Linked DNA regions of Mus musculus: regions 2 and 3 are each linked to region 1. Evidence: chromatin contacts called from public HiChIP or PLAC-seq data. All regions are on one chromosome and are shown on one strand. Each heading gives the region's core, a stretch centred on a gene start, on an enhancer-like site or on the middle of the called end of the contact. The rest is flanking DNA. Distances are from core to core; before and after follow the strand shown.

Evidence for each region. HiChIP or PLAC-seq counts read pairs in DNA pulled down with a chosen protein or histone mark.
Region 2: a contact with region 1 is called in a FOXA1 HiChIP or PLAC-seq map of pancreatic cancer cells. The contact joins two enhancer-like sites. A contact is called at or near these places in 3 of 484 Hi-C or Micro-C datasets (CD4 T cells, the G1E-ER4 cell line and rod photoreceptor), 11 of 115 datasets of contacts at active chromatin or transcription factors (bone marrow-derived macrophages, embryonic forebrain, embryonic stem cells and 6 more) and 1 of 9 other capture datasets (embryonic stem cells).
Region 3: an H3K27ac HiChIP or PLAC-seq map of embryonic stem cells shows a contact between it and region 1, with 7 read pairs. The contact joins two enhancer-like sites. A contact is called at or near these places in 3 of 484 Hi-C or Micro-C datasets (embryonic stem cells, nephron progenitors and thymic regulatory T cells) and 7 of 115 datasets of contacts at active chromatin or transcription factors (a beta-TC-6 cell line, embryonic hindbrain, embryonic stem cells and 1 more).

What each region holds. Positions count from the first base shown.
Region 1 is chr4:150,360,269-150,365,228 of GRCm38.p6, reverse strand. The region is part of intron 1 of Rere (arginine glutamic acid dipeptide (RE) repeats); the gene reads right to left. Among named protein-coding and RNA genes, the nearest start is that of Rere, 81 kb to the right of the region's middle. Within about 2 kb of position 2,763, at least 65 of the 459 cell types and tissues checked have an H3K27ac peak or open chromatin away from gene starts, as enhancers often do. A contact at or near this core is called in bone marrow-derived macrophages, embryonic stem cells and pancreatic cancer cells, where this site is marked.
Region 2 is chr4:150,592,667-150,597,626 of GRCm38.p6, reverse strand. The region is part of intron 12 of Rere (arginine glutamic acid dipeptide (RE) repeats); the gene reads right to left. Among named protein-coding and RNA genes, the nearest start is that of Slc45a1, 57 kb to the left of the region's middle. Within about 2 kb of position 2,941, at least 75 of the 459 cell types and tissues checked have an H3K27ac peak or open chromatin away from gene starts, as enhancers often do. A contact at or near this core is called in bone marrow-derived macrophages and pancreatic cancer cells, where this site is marked.
Region 3 is chr4:150,521,178-150,526,137 of GRCm38.p6, reverse strand. All of the region lies in intron 10 of Rere (arginine glutamic acid dipeptide (RE) repeats), which reads right to left. Among named protein-coding and RNA genes, the nearest start is that of Gm52709, 56 kb to the right of the region's middle. Within about 2 kb of position 2,602, at least 44 of the 459 cell types and tissues checked have an H3K27ac peak or open chromatin away from gene starts, as enhancers often do. A contact at or near this core is called in embryonic stem cells, where this site is marked.

The sequences.
Region 1 (4,960 bases), core at 1,514-4,013:
AAGAAACTAAACAGCTCTATTCAATGGCTTAAAGTCTCTCCAGGTTCTCTTCTCCATTTGTGAATCTGCATACATCTCTATGACCGTGCATGCTCATTTGTCCAATGGTTCATTCTGTTGATTTTTATTTCACAGAAATTAAATCCTACTGTTTATAGCAACTTGTTCTTCTCACTTTACACCTAGCCATCAACACCACATTCCTGATCACAACTGCACAGAATTTTACAGTGTGGGCGTACAGTAATTAGGAAATTCCTTCCTGAGGCTGTTAACACAGAGTTTCTGGATTTGTTTTTCCTGTTATAAATACTCTTACAACAAACTTCCATGAGAAGTCTTGTTTTGGTGCACAAATGTATTCTCTAGAGGGAAAACTAGGAACTCTTAGCTCACCTTGCTAGTCAGAGCTTAAAGGCTGGGCCAGCCACAGTAGGTGCTGTTGGCACAGCCTACTGGCTGTGGGACTCTCCTCAGTCTCTTTCCTCTCTAAAGCTATCTTCTGACTACCCCTCCTAATATACCTAGTCCTAGACATACTAGCCTTGCCTCAACACATTCTGCTATCTCTTATGAGTGGAAAAGATTCACTATAAGCTGCTTTCGTGTTAAATTCCAAAATTTTATTTTTCCATTTAACTCCCACGTACAAAAGCTAAGATTGCTATGGACCTTCACAACCCATCCCACCCCAAATCAAAATGGTCTCTAGGTTCCAGGCTCCCCCAAAAGATTCCAGAGTTCCTGTTGTTCTAGCATTAAATGGTAACAGCACATTCTTCCTTTTTAAAAGAAAATCCTTGGTCAGACATGATAGCACACACCTTTATTCCCAGTATTTATGAGTCAGAGGCAGGTGGGTCTCTATTAGTTCAAAGCCAGCCTGGTCTACAATAATAAGTCCCAGGGAAGTCAAGACTATACAGTGAGCCTCTGCTTCTAATAAAGAACCAGGCATGGAGGGCCTTTAATCCCAGCACTCAGGAGGCAGAAGCAGGCAGATCTCTAAGTTTGAGTCCAGCCTAGTCTACAGAGTGAGTTCTAGGACAGCCAGGGTTACACAGAGAAACTCTTGTCTTGAAAAACATGCATAGATAGATAGATAAACAAACAAGCAAAAAAAACTATTATTTACATTCTAAAGTACATGTAAAATTAACTGCCTTGTTTGTTTCTATGTATCAAGTGCTACAGAACCACCTAGAAACACATGACACTATCTTTAAAAAATAAGTAATAATAAACATATTAAATAAAACTGCTTCTTTTGGATGGCTCACATTACTCTATTCTGATAGTAACTCTCACCTATGCCATTGCTACAAAGCCTTAAAGGCATAGAAAGGTCAGGCCTAAAGCATCCTAATTCTCAAAGAGCCTTCCTGGTGACCTGTGCTGTGCATTCACTTATCATATCGTGACTTTCTCACACGTGCTCCTTGCTAGGTAAAGGTGTTGAAGAGCAGAAATATAAAGCATTAAATCAAGCACACTGGTAATAAGTATGCCCACAGAAAACCATGAACACACCTGCCACAAAAAGGAGTTAAAGTTTATGTACTTTGATGTCATCATTTTAATATTTAATTTTGCCTTCAGTAAATAAGCTTATGATTAAATATAAAGTTAGGTAAACATTACTGCAATCAAGACAACAGATTTTCTCTCTTGTTTTTGAAACACGGTCTTTCTGTGTAGCCCTGGTTAGATTCAACAGGATGTAAAACAGTCACCTTGCCTTTGTCTCCTAAGAGCTGGGCTTAAAGACATGCATCATCAAGCTCAGGTCCATCCTCTCAGAACATAATTAGAAATGGTATCAAATTATAACTATGTAAGTACAACATTAAGGCGAGGCACAATTAACTTTTCTTTATGTTTTATAGTAATGAGCCCCAAACATATTTCACATAAATTAAACAAGCAATAACTTCTTACTAAGTATTTAAAAGTATTACCTTGAGGAAATCCTAAAAAGTATCAACATGACTAAAACATATTCTAGGGAAGAAACACAACTTAGGGCGTCATCACCTTATCTACTTACAAGAAGGGAGAAGTAAATGGAACCAAAGGTCAGGCAGGAAGCACAGATTCCAAAAGTGAGCATCGCCCCCAAGGAGAGCAAACAAAGTCCTAAGTGAGGCCTCTAGGTAGACTCCTAACTGCCCTGCTTATTCACTCTGACAACTCGCTCTCGCTCGGTCAATGTATAATGACAGACAAGAGGCAGCACAGAGGAGAGGCTGGGGACACACTCAGGGCACAGATCATGATGCTGGATGGGAGGTTTAGAAAAGCCCTTGGGTGTCTCAGTGGGGGTCCAGCAAAGTTTACTGAAGAATAAGATAATACAAAACCAGGATCATTATACCAAGAACTGAAAATATTAAACTAGTTATTTGTGAAATTAAAGTAACATATACAAACTTGAAACACTGCTTTTGCCTTTTTGTTGTTATCCTGATTTGAGGTTTTTCTAGTACTATGTGTCTAACAAACTAAACTCTTTTAAAATAAAATCACCATCTTTCTCAGGAAAAATACTTATTAAACTTTTCAAAAAAATTAAATGAGTACTATTTACAAGGTTCAACATCACAGGGAGGATCACTGAGTGAGTAATTCCCTGCATAAAGAACAATTACTTCCCTACAGGAAATGTCTGACTAGCCTAATTCAAACCACGTACTGAAGCATGCCAGGATACACTGATTAAAACAAAGTCCAAAGCCGGGGTAGGAGGACTGCTTGGCTAAAACACGCCTTTAGAGAAGCCGAGAGGTGAGGCTCTCATGAAGACAAATGTTCAACACCCATTCTGGGAGTTTAATCTTTAACTGACCAGAAAAGACAAATATTTAAATCACAGGAAATTCAGTTCCATACAAAGGAAGACTCAGGCTAACTTCTTGTGTTTACGCCATTTCATTAATCCTAACAACAAAACCAAACACTGATCATTCCCTCCAATCTTCAGAGTAAGCTGACCACTATGAAAAAAACATGAAAGCCATCACAGACTGGGTGTGTGTATCTAAAGGATTGCAATGCAAATCGTGTCCTAAGTCCTGGAAGGAAATGACTGCCCAAGGCCCCCTTTATAGTCTCTCCAGGCCAGGGCAGGCCCTTATCATGAGATTTTCCTGACATGCCAATTATAGGAGACACGGAACAAATGGGCAGATGGTAGAAGCCGACCTCTCTCTGTTATCATTTACTGTAGACCTAACAAGTATCACATGAGTCCTGTGATAGGCTTTTGTTTTGTTTTGTTTTGGGGGTGGGGTGGGGGTGGGGGCAGGAGGGAGGAAGGAGGAGGGAGGATCTCAGTGAGTTTGAGAAAAGCCTGGTCTACATAGTGAGTTCCCAGCCAGGAAAGGTGAGAGAGAAAACAAGCAAAACAAAACGAGAAATGTGGTGCTACACACTGAGGAATATTTATCAGCATATGGCCTCATGGGCCCAACCTACAATAAAATAATAGCAAATATTTCTATTTATTGTTTTCCAGCCAAGGACTAATATACTTAGAGAAGAGTTAAAATAATTCCCAAACAACTAGAAAAGCACACCATTCAGGAAAAAAAAAAAGTATTATAAAAACTGAATCATAAATATTGAAAGCTAGTCTTCAACATTAAATAGTTGTCTTTTATGATAAAAGCTAAAGAAAAATCACAGTAACAAATACTATGGCTTTTAAAAGCAATTAGCGGTGAGGTTAAGAACGGAGAGATACACGTTTTTATTACCTGACTTTAACCATTATAAAGGCTTAGAGAGCTCACTGCTCTTGCTGAGGACCAGCACTCACAGAAAGGCTCACAGTCTGATGGATGACCTCTTCTGGACTCTTCAGGCTCCTGCACACATGTGATATACATAAACTGAAGACACAGACATGCATTGCATCCATCCATACGCATAAATAATACACATTTTTAGTAATCAATGTAAGTATTAGTTTGCTTATAGACAAGGTTTCAATGCATCTCAAGTTAGTCTAGAACTCTCTATCTGTCTCTCTCCCTGTGTGGTCAGGAAAGGCCGGAAGCCAGCTCCTGATCCTCCCCCAGAGGAGACTGGCATATGCAGTGTTTTACAGTTTACCTTTAGGATAGCTCTCCCTGGGAGCTAAGCTACCGTAATGAGCATGCATGGGTAACAGGCAGCCTCTCAGCATCACCTTTGCAGTACTCAACACACAATCTGACCAAAGGCATCACTTGAAACAAGGCATCCTAACAGGCTTGTAGTTCAGCGTTCACCCTGCTACATCTTACTGAAACTGGAAGACATTGAGCAATGCCTTAAGTTTAATTCGTAACCACTGAACCATGGCTTGATTCTTAGTCTGGATTCTTTTTTTTTTTTCTTGGTTTTTCGTGACAGGGTTTCTCTGTGTAGCCCCGGCTGTCCTGGAACTCACTCTGTACACCAGGCTGGCCTCAAACTCAGAAATCTGCCTGCCTCTGCCTCTCAAGTGCTGGAATTAAAGGCGTGTGCCACCATACCTGGCCTTAGTCTGGATTCTTAAGTCTATGCACATTCATGAAATTTTAAAATAACAAAATTAAGAAATTACCTACTAAAAAAGTAGTAAAAAATAATATAAAATAGTATAAAAAAATAAATAAACCACAGGCAGGGTGAGTTATATATAGTTAACTGGTATATACCGGCTTATGTGCAGGAGGCCTGGGATGTGATCCCCAGGTTAGAGTCAGAGAACCAGGTGGAACACGTACAACAAAACCGTTTTTTAAGAAAAACAAAAGCTGCATTGAGACAACTTTCCTGAGAGGCGCAGGCTATGAATCGGTCAGTCGGTTAAGAGCCCAATACACAAGCATGAGGACCGGAGTTCAGTCCCACAGCTCCCACAAGTGCCAATCATGCATGTGCACATGTGCATGCACGCATCCAGCACCAGAAGGAGACAGAGGAAGGCAGATAC
Region 2 (4,960 bases), core at 1,692-4,191, 230 kb before region 1:
TCACTCATCAATTAAGAACACTTATTACTCTTCCAAAGGACGTGGGTTTGGTTCCCACTTACCAGATGAGCTACACCTTCAGTCCTAGGGGACCCGAGATCCTCTGGCTTCTTCAGGCATTTTGCAAGAACAGGTGCACATAAATGGACAGGGGCATGCACACATCCACATAATTTTTAAAAAGGTGGTCAGTAAACATTCACTAGTGTGAGTCCGGCAAACAGGAGGAATACCACACAGGGACTATACAAAGCAAAGGTAAATTCTCCAACAATTGCAAAAATGGTCTAGTTAAGTTTTGGAGATCAGAACTTAAGAGTAACCTGAAGTAAACATAAGTAGATGGAAAATTCCCTAGGAGAACCAAAACTGAAGCTTACTAAGCTTTCATGGGGCGTTGATTATCTATGCAGTAGATAAGAGTCAGTCCCTCAACCCACTTAGTTCTGTTAGGGTCACTGTAAGCAATGGAAACAGGTTCTTCATCCCAAAGACCTTCGGTGTGGAGTGAGGGAGGATGAGTCATGTACAGGCAAAGGCCTGTAGTGGGAAGTCACTGTGCTTGATGCTCTTGTCTGTTTTGTTTTTAAATCAACCTATGAGAAACCACACAGGCCTGGGCTTCATGCTATTGGGTCTTAAGCTGAATGAATAAAACCAGAGTCAGAAGTCAGGTATGATGCCTTTACAATCTCTTTACACCCAGAAGGCAGATAGCAGGATCAGGAGTTCAAGGACATTATCACTAACTGCTAGGCTACATGAGACCCTGTCTCAAAACAAAACAAAACCAACCAACCAACCAACCAACCAACAACCAAACCAGAAAAACAAAAAAAGCATCAGCCCTAAACTGACCCCAGGCTTAAAGACACTTTGGCCCTCAGCCCATTTTCCTGAAGCAGAGTATCCCTATTCTCACTGTTAGGTCTTCTGACCTCCTTCTGACCTCTCACTGTTAGATCTTCTGACCTGTCCTTCCACCCCTAAATGTTAAACGCTCGTGGGTGTTTTGCCTGCTCAAATGTTTGCACACAACTTGAGTGCCCAATCTCCTGGAACTGGAGTTACAGGAGGCTGTGAGCCACCATAAGGTGCTGGAAATTGAACCTGTGTAATGTAGGACAGCCAGTACTCTTAACCATTGAGCCACTCCTGCCCACAGGATGAGTAAAAAGACAGACCAGAACCTCAAAGCAGAGATTGAGCATCACATCTTGCAGAGCCTGCACCAGGCTGTGGAACGACCATACAGCTATCTGTAAAAACCAATCGAAATGAGTTCATAGGTAGTGCTGTGACCAGAAGCACCCACAGTAGTTATGTTTCTGCTCCAGGCAGTGTTAATGCCTCCACCACCCATGAGTGGGCATCACAGTGATGTCAGATTCGCCTCTGCTCCCACATCACATGCATAGAACTGGGTGTTATCCACAGCTGCCTCCACAGAGATGAAGAGGCTGGCTTCCCATCTGAGGCACTAGATTGGTTAAACGGTATGTTTACCTATGCATGTGTCTGTGGTGGTACACCACTGGGGAACGACTGAAGAAAAACTATTATTCATTACTGTTTAGCCTTTCTCACCTGGAGCTGTACAACTGAAACACAGGTCTCCAAAGCCTCAGACAGTTCTGCTGTGAGCAGGACGCAATGAGGCCCATTCTGCATACACAGGAAGAACGTCAGCACATCATACAACTAATGCTAACACTATAGGCCAGAATCTCAGCCAGTATGGACAAACAAGACTCAACACAGCTCAGACCAGCACCTTCTGCTGCAAATGATAGTTTTTCATTTACACTCATTAACCTATTAAAAAACTACCTTGAGCCAGAATTTCCTTCCATGATCTGGTAACAGAACACTAGGCTTCCCTGGCTGTGCCTTTTCTTGCTCTTCTAAACTCTCTCTGAGGCCCTTGCTTGCACAGTCAGCGGAGGTCAACATTGATGCCTTTCTTTATTGGTGTGGTTGACAGCCAGTACTATACACAGAAACATTGTCTCAAAAGTTAAAACAAATCAAAAACCCCAAACAAACAAAAGGACCAGAAATTCAGAACTAAGTTCACCTGGGAAGTATGAACTTTAAATATACTTTCTTCCTCTGTTCTTACTCACCTCAAACCACAGGCACCGCATACAGCCATAGAGTAAGGCCATTATTCGAGGCCACCCTGATCTATATAGCTAGTTCTAGGACAGCTGGGGCTACACAGTGAGACTTGTTTTTAAAAAAAAGCTCAGGGCTAGTGATGGTGCCTGGGAAGGACACAGTCTAAACGCCCAGCTCCCAGCTCAGCATCTCACTAGGAACTAGCAGGCCCATGCACACCAGCAGCCTCTCTGCTGCCCCGCCCACCCTGCTTCCATTCTGATTTCATCAGCAGAAGAACTGAGGGTCAATTCTTGATGGATATAGTGCAGTGGCACAGACTTCACCAAGTAAGTACTGGGCTTGACTCTAGCCAACACACACACACACACACACACACACACACACACACACACACACACACAAAATAAGAAAAAGGAAGGATATGTACATTAACAGAGTTTTAGTAGGATTAAGAACAAAAACAAGAAACACAGCTACCAGTCTACAGCTGGCTACTAGGGGTTTCTGGGGCAAGTTCGGTGAAGAACTATCACTGATGTTGACTGGACACTGATGTTGGGGGACTTGCAACATCCTGTAACTACTTTTCTTTTCTTTTCTTTCCTTTTATTTTTATTTTTTACTTTTTTTTTTTTTTTTGGAGACAGGGTTTCTCTGTATAGCCCTGGCTGTCTTGGAACTCACTTTATAGACCAGGCTGGCCTAGAACTCAGAAATCCGCCTGCCTCTGCCTCCCAAGTGTCAGGATTAAAGGGGTGAGCCACCACCAAAGTTACACATACACACACGCACACACACTTCTATTGGCAAACTATGAGTATTTCTTGTGGTCATGTGGGATACTCTAGAGCTGCTGCTCTCAACCTGTGGGTTGTGACCCCTCTGGAGGTCGAATGACTCTTTCTCAACCACAGATATTTACATTATGACATATAGCAGTAGCAAAATTATAATTCCAAAACAGAAACAAAAATAATTTTATGGTGGGGGAGGGGTCATCACAAAATGAGGAACTGTATCAAAGGGCAGTAGGAAGGCTGAGAGCCACTGCTCTCGGGCATTATAACCCAGCCTATTACAGTTTCCATACTGTGTCCCTTACATTTTCTGTTTGAAATTCCCAGTGTCCTGTCATGTCAGGCACATGCTTCAAATCCCAGTCCCTGGTGGGTGCAGATAATAAAATCTGGAGTTCAAGGCTACATGGAGTATGTGAGTGGAACCTGAGCAGGGTTCCTAATCTGCCCAGTAGGGCCTGGCTTCACACACTGTCACTTACACTGTCTCTGTCACAGACCTGACATCTGTAACTAGAGAACACGGGCTTTATTCAAAAAACAAAAAACAAAACAAAAAAACAAACCAGTAACAAACAAACAAAAAACAAAACAAAACAAAAAAAACCTACCAAAACCCCATAAAACCAAAGACAAACTACCATTTCCTCCCCTGCACTTCCTGGTTTTTTGAAGCACTGAGCATAGCCACACCTACTACCACTGCATTACAATTATGTAATGCTGTAGCTATTTAGTAAATAGTTACAAAATGAATGGGTAGTAAGAAGAATATGCTAACTCATCTCTTAAATAAACAACCTAAAACCACACGTTGTCTTACAGAATGTCATATTTTTTTAAAGTTAAAAAAAAAAGGCATAATACCCATATACAATTTTGTAAGATATAAAACCCAACAAAATGTAATAGAAAAGTCAAGAGTTATTCCTGGTTTCCTTGACCACAGTTAGAATGGTTTGGTGCAGGGGACAGAGGTCAGGGCTAGGAGGCTGGCTTTAGGGCAGCCTGAGTTCCAACACAGGGCCGGACTCCCTTCCATTTCACACATTTGCTCTTTGTGCTGCAGCTGAGTTTAGGGCCTTCACATGCTAAGCATGTGCTCTACCACTAAGCTGTACCTTTAGACCATCTCCTTTCTAAAGAGAGTGGTTCTTCAGAGTTCCCTAACTTCAGACCCTGCAACTTCCGGTCTCCCCAGAGGCTGGAATAATAATTCTTTTAAATTATCTTTTTAAGGATCAAAGAGATGGCTCAGTATTTAAGAGCACAGGCTTTTCTTCCAGAAAACCTAAGTTCAGGTCCCAGCATCCACACACACCACTTAGCATCTCACAATTTTCTATCTAGGAGATCTGATACTGTCTTCTGGCCTCCATGGGCACTGCATGCATATAGTACAGACTTATATGCAAGCAGAACACACACACACACACAAAAAAAAAAAAAAGCAAAAACTCTAATTTCTACTTAGCGCTCACCCATACTAACCAGATCTAACAAGATACACAAAACCCTTTTCCTGTCTCAGCCATCATGCTTAAGACAATTAATTGTCTAATAATTAGCCCAGGATGTAACATTTGACTTTCCTATCAACAAACCACATGCCTTTATCTCTACTGTTCCACTTGGTAACTTTAATTATATCCCTAAAATTATGGCTACTGACAATGGTACGGAGTCTGTCTACAATAGAGACCTCTGCACTAAAGAGTCAGGCATGCATTTAAGGTTGGACAGGCAAACACATAGCTGCTCCAAGGCTGCAGTGAAATGTTTCATCAACTGGGTCGTCTGTCTGGAGAACGGCAAAATTGATGAGATACCTTCAGTGAGTTTTAGCCACTCACGAACAGCACTGTGAGCCATGCAAACAAACGGCACACACAGGCGATAAGGAACACCAGCTCAGGGGTCACAGCCAGAGTGTCCGTTTCATAGAAAATGACAGCACTATGTTCAGTAGAACATTAAAAATGAAGCTGCCTGGGTTCAATTCCCAGTGCCTACATGGCAGCTCATTACTGTCTGTTTTC
Region 3 (4,960 bases), core at 1,353-3,852, 160 kb before region 1:
ACACAGAAAAAAAAACAATCAAAATAACTTAGAAAGGTGAAAAGCAAGATTTTGATTTCATAATTCTTTTAAAAATCCTTCACGTGTAGGTGTTCTGTGTATGAGTGCACATGTGGAGGTCGGAGGACAACTTGCAGTGGGCAGTGCTCTCCTACTCTATGGGTTCCAGGGACCAGACTCAGATGGGGAGATTGGGCAGCAGTCAATTTACCTGCTCAGCTATCTCACCAGCCTGCTTCATGTACTTTACTATTAACATATGTTAAAAAAAAAAAAAGAGGCCTTGTCAAATGTCTTTCTCTCCATAACTGTAGTTAATAGATACATTCATAACTCCAACATTAGTAACCAAGTACTGAGTACAAAGTATGATATATGAGATATATTTTTATGTATTATTTTATATGAGTATTATTTAATACATAAAGCTGGAGAGATGGCTCAGCGGTTAAGAGCACCAACTGCTCTTCTGAAGGTCATGAGTTCAAATCCCAGCAACCATATGGTGGTTCACAACCATCTGTAATGAGATCTGATGCCCTCTTCTGGGGTGTCTGAACACAGCTACAGTGTACTTACAGATAATACATGAATACATCTTTAAAAAAATAAGGTGTGGTGATGCACAACTATAAGCCTAGCATTCAGAAGGCAGAGGCAGGTAGATCTCTGGGAGTCCAAGACCAGCCAAGGGATACATAGAAAGAGCCTGTCTACAAACAACCAACCAACCAACCCTGGCATGCCTTTAATCCCAGCACTCAGGAGGCATAGGTAAACAGATTTCTGTGAGTTTGAGGCCATCTGTGTCTACAGAGTGAGTTCAAAGTCAGTCAGGGCTGTTACACAGAGAAATCCTGTCTTAGAAGAACACAACAACAACAACAACCCCCTCCCAAAAAAAAAAAAAAAAAAACCCTACCAGTATGGAATTTATTTTGTTTAGTCACTGGTCCATCAAGTATTGCTACTTAGGTACCTCTGCAGTTAACTTTGTCTAAATATACTAATGGGAACAAAGAAACAATGGCAAAACCACAGAATTTTAACTGCTTAGAAAAGGTTTGAAGGAAAGGTACTATTAATTCTTACAAGAAAATAGAATCCTTGGCTATCTCTCCTACTGTCATTTTTGAGTAAGCTCCAGGACCTGAGCACACTAAGCCAGTGCTCTGGAACTGCTACACAGGCATCCCCTGCCCAAATTACTTTCTAGATAATAACAAGGCCCTAAAGGTATGCTAATCCTGAGTTACACAGAGAAACGGTAGGGTATACGCATCACTTAGTGGCCTTCCTGTGGCATGAAGCAACAGCTGGGGTTTAACACAATCCAGGAAGAAGTCAATGCTGCAGTCCCAGACCTACAATGCTCAGCCTGGAGCCACTGTAGGCAGACAATGCAGTGCTCGTGATGGGCACAGGGGGTTCATTTGCAGTGATGCAGCAAGCATAGCCCTCCTTTTTCTAGACCTGTGTCTTGAAGCTAAGGGTGGGTAAGGCGAAGAAGCATGGAAGCAGAGGAGAGAAGACCTAATAGAAACAGCAACAAAATCAACACCAACCTAAGAATGTGGAGCAACTCTGGAGTTGGCTTTGAGAATCTGATTAGTGTCCTGTGACCAACCCTGCCTGTCCTTAACAAACATCAACAAGCAAACAGCACAGCACTCTCACAGTTTTGAAACAAGCCAAACAATGAAATCCAAACCTGGGCAAAAGGACCCAGAGTAACAGGAAGACCACAGGTGTATCTACCTGGTGTAGCACAGGGAAAACCACTCATAACTGCCAATCTGCTCCAGAAAAAGGTCTGCCTGTGTTAGTTAGACACACACTAGTGAAGAACTGTTATGTTAATAAGGAGACACACCTGCGAACTTGCTTTAAACTCTATAGCAGTCAATGGAGAACAGCTGCCGCCAACCTTACCTGCAGTGGCTGACAACAAGCAATTTTAATGTTGTGTAAATAATTATACTCAATGTTCTGTACATAACAATAGAATTATGAGGAACAACAACAACAAACATACAAACACAACCCAAAGTGCTCACACAGTAACACATGCAAGGCTCAGAGTATGGAAAGTCGGATGGCTGCTCTTCAGTCTGCACGCTTTGCCAGGGCTGAGCTGAAGAAACGTTCCTCTGGTAAGAAGGAGAAAGCCTGTGTGAGCCGTGCTCTCCAGCTACACTACTCGTGCTGAGCCTTAGCAGTGGAGCTGCCTCACAGTCCCTAAATTGGCAACCAGCAGGTAACTAACTGCACCCACACATACAGACCTCTACCTGGTTAGAACAGCAGCAGCTCTCAGTGTCTGGGAGGCAGAAGCTGAGGCCGACCAGAACGACACAGTCATTTATGTTCCTAAAGTGTTTGGTTAACTGATCCACAGCCCAAGAACACTGAATCAGGATCATGCAGGGTAACAAAGAAACAGGGCAGCAGGAGACATTAGCAGCTGTCTACAAAACCTACAGTCAAGTCAGGGAAATAACAGGGATCCTCCCAGAGAAAATGGCAGCCTAGCCACACTGCATCATGGGAGGCAGCATGCTAGGCTGAGGGAGGGACTGAGGAAGCTACAGTAACAAGAACTGCTGACTCAGGCTCCTTCCTCAGCAGAGCCTGATGGAAGGGGGAAGGGCATGCTTTGTGGGCCTCAACCTCCTTGTTATCCTCCCACCTCAGGATGCCTCACCATCTGAGATAGGACAGAGGCAGGACACAATGACTGATCCATCAGATATTCTGGGAGTAAGATTCCAGCCTCTATTCTACCTACCCCAAGTTTAAATGATTATACATAAGAAACAGGTGTGTTTATTAATTTGTAGATGATACCACACTTTAAAGAACTATGAAGATTAAATTTGCTAATTCATAAACACAAATTTTGCCTAGCATGTAAGAAAGAAATCAGCGAGCAACTGTGCAGTGGATCTCTGAGTTCCAGGCCAGCCTGGTCTACAGCATGAGTTCCAGGACAGCCAGGGCTATACAGAGTAACTCTGTTTAGCAAACAAAAAAGAAATCAATGAGCCCAAAAATTTGATATCAACAATTAATGTCAGATAGTTAACCAACAATTAATACCTAATAAAATGAAAATAATAACTATAAACTTAAAAAGTTCCATGTCCCACTCGGCTGATGGCATAGCTTGCAGGGCGCCTGACAGCCTGAGTCTGATCCCCAAGATCCATGCAGTAGGAGAACTGACTTCTGCAAGTTGTTCGATGACTTCCACCGGTGCACAGGGCACTTGTGTACACGTGTACACCCATGCTCACACAAATCTTAAAAAAAAAAAAAGACCAACTTTTAAATTTCAGTGGCAATGCTCTGGGCAGGACAGAGAAGCCGAAGTGTTAACAAAGGACGGTAGACAAAGAGAGACTAAGCAAAGGCTGAAAACATAAAAGAATGTGCTCAGAACAGATTCACAGGAGAACCTTGGGGACCCTCTGGGGTGACCTTGGGAGTCACTCCTTATCAGAGCTGTTTTAGGGAAGGTGCTCTGTTAAGACAACATTTATTATGTACGCATGAATAGAAGACAGTATTCTCAGTGAAAGAAACTAGTTCAAACAGCTGATTATTGTACAAGCAAATCGACCTGAAGTGATCTCAACAGACAAATCCACAGCGACAGAAAGCAGTGAGTGGTTGTCCAGGACTGAAGGAGCTGGGGGACATAGAGAGTGACAGTTAATGGAGGCAGCGCTCCTTTATGGGGCGATAAAAAATACTCTAAAGTTGATAGTGGCAGTAGCCGCCTGAATCTTAAATACATCAGAAGCAAACTGCACATCATTTTGTTATGTTTTTTTTCAAGACAGGGTGTCTCTATGTAGCCCTGGCTGTCCCTGAACTCAGAGATCCTTCTGTCTCTTGAATGCTGGGATGAAAGGTGTGGGCCACCACCACCTGGGTCAAACTGCACACCTCTTTTTTTTTTTTTTAAATAAAAGAATTATTTTATGTATAGGAGTACACTGTAGCTGTCTTCAGACACACCAGAAGAGGGAATCAGATCCCAATACAGATGGTTGTGAGCCACCATGTGGTTGCTGGGAATTGAACTCAGGACCTCTGGAAGAACATGCAGCTCTTAACTGCTGAGCCATCTCTGCAGCTGGTCCCACAACACCCAAAGGGAGTTCTACTCTCAGGAGCTATAACACACCCAGGACCACAGGATCCCAGGATCCCAGGAGCTTGGTCACACCAGGATCTCAGGGTCCCAAAGGCAGCTTGATTCCCAGGGTCTCGGACACACCCAGGATCTCAGGATCACAGGATCACTGAGACAGCTGAACTCTTGAGTTCTGACACAACGAGGATCACACAAAGGACAGGCTCATCAGATATAGTGAGGGCAGGTAGCACTAGAGATAATCAGATGGCAAGAGGCAAGTGTAAGAACATAAGCAACAGAAACCAAGGTTACGTGGCATCATCAGAACCCAATTCTCCCACCATAGCAAGTCTTGGATACCCCAACACACTGGAAAAGCAAGATTCAGATCTAAAATCACTTCTCATGATGGTGATAGAGGACTTTGAAGCCATTAAAGAGGCAACACAAAAATCCCTTAAAGAATTATAGGAAAACACAATCAAACAAGCAAAGGAAATGAACAAAACCGTGCAGGATCTAAAATTGGAAGTAAAAACAATAAAGAAATCATAAAGGGTGACAACTCTGGAGATAGAGAAGCTAGGAAAGAGGTCAGGAGTCATAGATGCAAGCATCACCAACAGAATACGAGAGAGATAGAACAGAGACTCTCAGGTGCAGAAGATACCATAGAAAACACTAACACAACACTCAAAGAAAACTCAAAAAGCAAACAGCTCCTAACCCAAATCATTCAAAAAATCCAGGCTGCAATGAGAAGACCAAACCTAAGGATAATAGGTATAGAAGAGAGTTAAGATTCCCAACTTAAAG